Regions from separate parts of the Mus musculus genome. Here region 2 is linked to region 1. Evidence: chromatin contacts called from public promoter capture Hi-C data. All regions are on one chromosome and are shown on one strand. Each heading gives the region's core, a stretch centred on a gene start, on an enhancer-like site or on the middle of the called end of the contact. The rest is flanking DNA. Distances are from core to core; before and after follow the strand shown.

The links. Promoter capture Hi-C pulls out the DNA fragments that hold promoters and counts their contacts.
Region 2: a contact with region 1 is called in a promoter capture Hi-C map of erythroid cells, with 7 times the contacts expected there. The contact joins the promoter of Csk here to the promoter of Scamp2 in region 1. A contact is called at or near these places in 21 of 39 promoter capture datasets (the 3T3-L1 cell line, 3T3-L1-derived adipocytes, the C10 cell line and 14 more), 4 of 15 datasets of contacts at CTCF or cohesin (CD8 T cells, the NIH/3T3 cell line, embryonic stem cells and 1 more), 30 of 484 Hi-C or Micro-C datasets (the 3T3-L1 cell line, B cells, CD4 T cells and 22 more), 37 of 115 datasets of contacts at active chromatin or transcription factors (the 230-238 cell line, CD8 T cells, the HPC-7 cell line and 25 more) and 5 of 9 other capture datasets (adipose tissue, bone marrow-derived macrophages, liver and 2 more).

What each region holds. Positions count from the first base shown.
Region 1 is chr9:57,558,834-57,562,330 of GRCm38.p6, reverse strand. Scamp2 (secretory carrier membrane protein 2) reads right to left here and starts at 1,387. Exons shown (of 9, transcript NM_022813.3): 1 at 1,221-1,387. The coding sequence starts at 1,277.
Region 2 is chr9:57,643,823-57,647,506 of GRCm38.p6, reverse strand. Csk (c-src tyrosine kinase) reads left to right here and starts at 1,854. Exons shown (of 13, transcript NM_007783.3): 1 at 1,854-2,512.

The DNA.
Region 1 (3,497 bases), core at 138-2,637:
TTAGATGAAGAGATCCTGTTATAAATAATCCAAGGGCTCAGTGTTACCCAATATGCACAGCGGTGGAGGATTTGCCTAGAACGAACAAAGCTCTGGTTCAATCCCATTACTGCAAAACTTCAAAAGAGAAGATGGTCATACTCTACTCCCTGAGTGTATAACCATCTAGTTCAAGGCGCCTTTGCTTTGCTCCCACCCTTGGAAGGACCCACCCTGGAAAAGCTCAGTGGACTTCTCCAACACCTTCAGGAAATGCTGAAGCTGTAGAGGACCAAAATAAAGCACCAGCAAGACGAATTCAAGAGCTTGGTGACATACTAACACCGGAGGAACAGCTGCGCTCATAAATCCCCAGTCATCACAAGCATGCGTCCCTCAAACTGGTTTCGGGCAGACATGAAAGGAGAAGTAGAACGCGCCTTGGCACTAAAAGGAGTTCCAGTTCTTCAACATAGACAACTGGGCATCTCTGCGTTCTCCACGCGAAGGTTTTGGCTTAGGTCCGAAGACTGTTGTATTCTTTCAAAGTTCCAAAGGTCAGGCCGGTAACCACCCATGCAGATTTGTCAGACCCGTGTACCTTGGGCTCCAAGCTCCTTCACCTCCCTCTCCTCAAAGTGTGTGGCCCAAACTCAATCCAAACAAAGTGCTTGGCCAATAAGTAATTTTCTGGCTTGGCCTCTCTTCCTACCCTCTCTCAGCCTTCTTGATAAACACTAGGGACTCTCCTGTACTTTAGATGCTTGCTTCGCTACTGCTGTTGCTGTTAGGTGTTGGGTTATCTCCACATTTCTCCACCCCAACAGACTTCTACTTCCTCATTATGTTTCAATGAGCCTTTCTCCTAGGATGACTCAATACAGGTAGATCCCCCAAGACTGTAGAAATGGCACAGCAACATTTTGCTTCCCTTTCTGACTCTAAGACACCTCCCCAGGATAAGCGCGTGCTTGGCCCTTTTCTCCAGCAGAGGCCGGTCGGATGGGCTACAACCCGGGGTGCTCTAAGTGCCCACTTCTTTACAGCGCCCCGCCCCCTTGCCGCAGTTCCACCTGTTGCAAAGTCCCGCCTCCATACAAACTATGATAGGCCAGCCTTCAGATACCGCTCTCCCATTGGACAGGTGATCCGTCCCTCCTACGCCACGTCCCCGGCTCTGGCGAAAGAGGCCCAGGCCGCAGCCCTTTTCCCTAAAGAAATCTGAGAATTGGGGGTTCTACCTGGAAGGGGTTTACGTCCACTGGGTCCGCGAAGGGGTTAGTGTCGAAGGCCGACATGGTGATCGAGGGCCAGCGGGTGATCTCCGCGAGCGCTACTGCCTTTGGTCACTCAGACCCAGCGGCACACAGTGTAAACCCTCCACTTCCGGGAGCAAGGCAGCCGTTCTGGCGCAGGCGTAGCGCCCTCTGTGGGGGCGTGGCCCTGGACGTCACAAAGGTCCGTTCCGCCCCTGCCCAGCCTATTAGAAAGCGAAGGTTATTCATTCTGTCTCCATCCACTTTCTTTTTATCTCCAGAGATGCTGAGGATAGAATCCAGGGTCTCACGAATAATAGACATAGGTGTAGCCTTGAGCTACATACCCAAACCTTCTATCCACTTAGTCCTCCGGTGCAGAATCTCTTCTGATGTCTTCCTTCCTATGTGTATTTATTTTGAGCTTCCAAATAAAGGACTGGCAGGAAAGGATCATGCATTCATTCCTAGAGGGCAAAATTGAGGCGTTCGAGCAAGTCCCGGACCAAAAGGACAGGGGAGACATGTCAAACAGGAGTTATCTGAACAACTGTGCTCCAGGATAAAGCTGGAAGACCTTGCATCAACCCCTGCCCTAGATAAGCAGGATTTCTTTTAGGCTCCACCCTCCTGTGATTTCATAGATATCCTAGAGGTGGTAGTTAATTCACTCACAAACTCACAAACTTATTTATCCATGTCTTTCGGGCCGCTGTGAAATCTAGCTTGAATCGTTTCTTACCCTGGAATAGAACAGCGCTACTGATTGGTCTATTCTTGTGTTGCAACCAGATGGGTTTTTTGATTTTTGTGGTTTTGGTTTGTTTGTTTTGTTTTTATTTGGGGGGTTGTTTGTTTGTTTTGTTTTGTTTGCTTTTGGTTGTTTGGTTATTGTTTTTCCAGGGTTTTTGGCAGGTTGGTTTGCTTTTCTTGGTTTTGTTGCCTTTTTATTGTTTGTAGGTTTGAGGAATCTCTCATCCTAGAGTCTGATTGATACTCTTCTCACCAGCTAAGAAAAAAAAAATTCCAGCATAATTACCATTTACTGTTAAAGGCTGTTGACATAAAGTTAATATTCCTTTACTATGTGTATATTTTATGTTAGAGTAAAATGAATCAGGCTTAAAGCTTGAATGTTCATGTCCTTTTCCAAGATATTTCCTAAGAATCTCAAACAAAACTATTTACAATGAAGACATCATCTTTCTACATCCTGGGGAGTTTATCAACAGTAATCTGACAGGTCCACTTCAGAACTACCCAGTGATCTCGTTTAAGCTTTTTTTTTTTTTTTTTTTTTTTTTAATAGTCATGGTGGTAGTAGTAGTCATTCTTGTAGTGGTAGTAGTGATGCTGTGTGCACATGAGGGGTGGATGGGAGCGCATGTGTTAGGGGCTAATGTGGAGTTGGTTCTCTCCTCCCACATTTATGTGATTTTCAGGGACTGAACTCAGGTCACCAGGCACAGCAGCAAGCACCCTCACCCCTAAACCATTCTGCTGTGTGAAGTCCACTTGTTTAGTTTGCCCTCAGAGTCTTTTTGAATGTGTAGTCCCCATCTCTTCTCACCCCTTCTTTTGCCTACACTTCTTCATTCTACTCTTTAGTGGCTTTTCAGTTCCTGGAACTTCCCTATTCTCTCTTGTCTCATGGCCTTTGTACATGCTGTCTCTTCTAACTAGTACCAATGTACAATGAGAATAGTAAAGACAAAAAAAAAGCCTTTTTGACATGTAAAAATTGCTTAGCCAGGAATCCCAATACACCCAAAGCAGATATCCACTCAATAACCAGAACCCAGTGCGATATCACCCACTCAAGATAACTAGACGCAGTCCTAGAACTCCATGACACTCAATGGACAGAATGTGAGTGGAGACCAAGAGCCAGACTCTGCTCTCCACATCTGGAGAGAATTCGTCTTCATCTGCCCTGCAGCTGGAGACTCTCCCTCAGGACCCTGACCCTCAAATCAGAGACTTCTGTCAGAGACTGGTTCTGCCCTTCAGCTAAGTAAGATACACCACACAGGTGAGCAGCCTTGGGAAGTAAAACACGTTGCCACTGAACAATTTCCCTTACCCTTCTCCCCATGTATGTTCTAGTTATTCATTTATGCTGGGCTCAGGACCACCAGAAAACATCCTAAAGTTGAGAGAATGAAAAAGGGACTCAAATGCGTGTTGTCCTCTGTCCCTGAGCCCTCCAGATACCGTCCAAGGGCAGAACGCTTAGCTGTCTGTATCCTGAGAGGAGACTGG
Region 2 (3,684 bases), core at 605-3,104, 85 kb before region 1:
TCTTCTAGGTGCCTCCACCAAAGGTGTCCCTAAAGAACCAGTTCCCTGTAAGCAAACTGGTACTAGGCATGCTGGGTGAGAAGACCAACCTGTCGTCTGGGGTGGGAGTTGAGCATATCCAACTCCTGCTTCTAACATTTTAAGTTATTTGCAATCTGCAACCTTGCTTCTCACAGAGCCCCTTTCTTCCCCTCAGTCAGTACCACTTTACATTGCATTCCAAGTCTTTGCCAGCAGCGTCTCCTCTCCCATCTGAAGATCCCCCTCCCACTCCCTCACCCCCATCCCCTGCTCCTAAACTAGTACCCTCTTTCAGTCCTGGTCCTTAGAAAGTGCTCCTACACCTAGCACCTCCAACGGACTTTCTGGCTTCTCTCTAGCCACTGTGCTTCCATTCTGTGGCCCTCCCATACAGGAGCACTGCTTGCTCCTGTAGCTGAGAGCAAATTGCTCCGGGAGGATCCCGGACTCCTCATTAACAATGGTGCATAATAACAGCCCGTGTTTAATTGAGGACTCACCACGTGCCACTTGCGCACCGAGCACTTCAAACCTATTAACTCATTTCCTCTCCACAAAACCTTACAAAGTTGGTGGTACCGCTCTTGCTCACTTTACCAAACCACAGTGGAAAAGGACAGACAGAGATTAGCTAACTGGTCCGACGTTGTTACACAGCCAGTGACAACTTCCCTATTGCATCTCAGCTGAAAATAAAGCCCGGAAGAGTTCCAAGAAGCTCTGTGGTTCTTTGGCCCTGTAGCTTGCAGGACTGACCGCATCTCTTTCTGCTTTCCCCTACACACGAAGTAAGTCAGGTCTCCCTGCTGTGTTCCCAGATCTAGAAAATCAACCCATGTTCCCTTCTTTCCTGTTTCTTGTGGACCTTGTACCTTTTTTTTTTTTTTCATTGTTTATCAATTTGTTCTTTGTGACAATATTTTTGCAACAACCCCTCATGAGAATTTGGCAGATATAGAGGTTTTAAGAAGTGGACTCCGGCCGGGTAGTGGTGATGCACACTCTTTTTGTTTGTTTGTTTTATGTTTTGTTTTGTTTTTCGAGACAGGGTTTCTCTGTGTAGCCCTGGCTGTCCTGGAACTCACTTTGTAGACCAGGCTGGCCTCAAATTCAGAAATCCACCTGCCTCTGCCTCCTGAGTGCTGGGATTAAAGGCGTGGGCCACCACCGCCCGGAAATGCACTCTTTAATTCTAGCACTTGGGAGGAAGAAGCAGGCAGATCTTTATGAGTTCGAGGCCAGCCTGGTCTACAGAGCAAGTTCCAGAGCTACATAGTGAGACCCTGTCTCAGAAAAACAAAAGATAACAAAAAAACTACAAAGGAGGAGAAGGAAGAAGAGGAAGAGAAGGAAGAAGAGGAGGAGGAGAGAGGAGAAAGGAGGTGGAGGAGAAGGAAGGAGAAGGACGGTGGTAGACTACAGAGCAGGGGCTGTGTAAATGCATGCTTACTGTCCCAGAAGAGTCTAGGCCTAGCCTCCACTATAGAAAGAAAACTTCGCTGGGGGGGGGGGGGGGGGGAAGAGGAGGAGAAGGAGGAGGAGGAAGCAGAGACGGTGGTAGACTACAGAGCAGGGGCCGTGTAAATGCATGCTTACTGTCCCAGAAGAGTCTAGGCCTAACCTCCACTCTAGCAAGGAAGCTTCGCCTAGAGGAAGCTGAGAGGTTGGCTCTAGCATGCTGGTGGCCCTCTGAAAGGACCTTCGGGAGCCTTCGCGAAGGCCAGCAAGTGGGGGCAGGGCGTAGACGCGGACACACCCCCCGCATTTCCTCCAAGGTCCAGCAGAGGGCGCCGACCCACGCCCCGCTGCTCGCCCGGCAGGCCCCCTCGCGCAGGCGCGCCGCAGCGGGCGGAGGATCCGGGCCGCGCTTCCTCTCACCAGGCCTGCGAGCTTCCTCCCATCGGAGCCCGGGCGAGCTGAGGTTGGCCGCCGCCGCTGAGCCTGCTGCCTTCCTTGCGCTTCCGCGCCACCCTGCGCCCTGCCCCGGGGAATCCCACCGGGGTGGGGTCCGAGCAGGGCCAACCCGGGCCGCGCCGCCGTCGGGGCCGTCCCCGGGCCAGCCGTCCCTCCCGCCTGGCCAGCCTCTGGCCGCCCAGCCTCCGGGGTGTGGGGCTTAGGCAAGCCCTGCGAGCGGCGATCGAACGCCCGGGGCGGCCCCCCGGCGGCGGCGCGACGTCCCCAAACCGAACCTCCGTGGCCGCGTTCGGAAGCGGAACTCTGCCGGGGCCGCGCCGGCTACATTGTTTCCTCCCCCCCGGACTCCCTCCCGCCCCCTTCCCCCGCCTTTCTTCCCTCCCCGCCTGGGGCTGCGCGGCAGTCCCCCTGCCTGTCTGGCTCCCCTTCCCTCTCTTTTCGCATCCATACACCTCTTTGTACCGCACCCCCTGGGGACCCCTGTGCCCCTCCCCTCCCCCTTGGCCGCATGGACTGTCCTGCAGGCCACTGATGCCGCCCTCGGTGAGGAGGCCTGGACCGCAGTGCCCCCAGAGAGGTGAGTGCTGGGCAGCCCCAAAGGAGGTGGGTGTCCTAATGCCCCCTAGAAGGGAGGAGGTCGCTCGTCCCGCCTCTGTAGCCACCACCGCCGCGCCCACACCCATCCCCCCAACCCCCCACCTCCCAAACGGGTTCGAATTCTCCCGGGAATCACTGTCAGAACACTACTGGGAATGAGCCACAAGGGAGGTAGTACTACCCAGCACCACGAGAGAATTGGCTTAGGTCTGCAGAGTCCTACCTTCCCACCCCCCAACTCCCGTGAGGAGAGCAGAGTGGGAAGTGGCTGGACCCCGGAGGAAGAGAAGTGGTATGGGCCGGACTCCCGGGCGTTTGCCCTTTCCCGTTCAGGGCTTCCCTGAAGGTATCCTGGCTTGTCTGGTTCTGAACTCTACTTCAGTCGTTGCACAGAGGTTCTATTGGCTCCAAGCAGCCCAGGGCCATGCCACCTCCCTTTGTGCCTGATAGAAGGCCGGGTCCTTGAACTAAGCCTGTCACCCTTGACCTGCCAGAGGATCAGGCTTAAAGCAAGGGACCTCTGACCCTTGGGTGGAGAAACTGGGCAGGGCTTCCAGTCTGCGTAGAGGTGACACTGGGCATTGGTACTGTACCCCGTTCCCCCCACCCCCACCCCCAGCATCCTCATCAGTCTATTTTCCCAGGCTTCTCAGGACCCAGACCAGTTATTTGGAAGGGGTGTGTCCAGTCACTGGATCTTTGGAGCTTAAGTAGGAGTTTTTTTTTTTTTTTTTTGATCATTTTGTATAGCAGGGAACTGAGGCCCAAGGGGCAGGTCATATTCCAGGCTCCTGATGGAGGGAGGCTAGCTGTCTCTCATTCCCACTTCTGCAATGATGGATGGCTGGAGGTGGAGGGGAACCAGACCCACTCTGTAACTACCAGGGACACTGGCAGTCTCCAGCCTGACCCAAGAGGGACCTTGTGGGGTGAGCGAGCACGTGTTCCCTTGCAGAGGGCTAGAGAAGAGGGAAAGGGCTTCCGGCCTCAGTGCTGTCTTCTTACAGGCCGAGATATCGTATGCATTGCTTATAAGACTTCCTCTCAGTGCGTGGGACTGGGTCCTAATCGTGTGGGCCATCTGTGTGGTGTGGTGTGGTTAGGTGTGCAGAAGCCTGGTTCTGGGCAGCTTTGAAACAGCCTGGTAGTTAG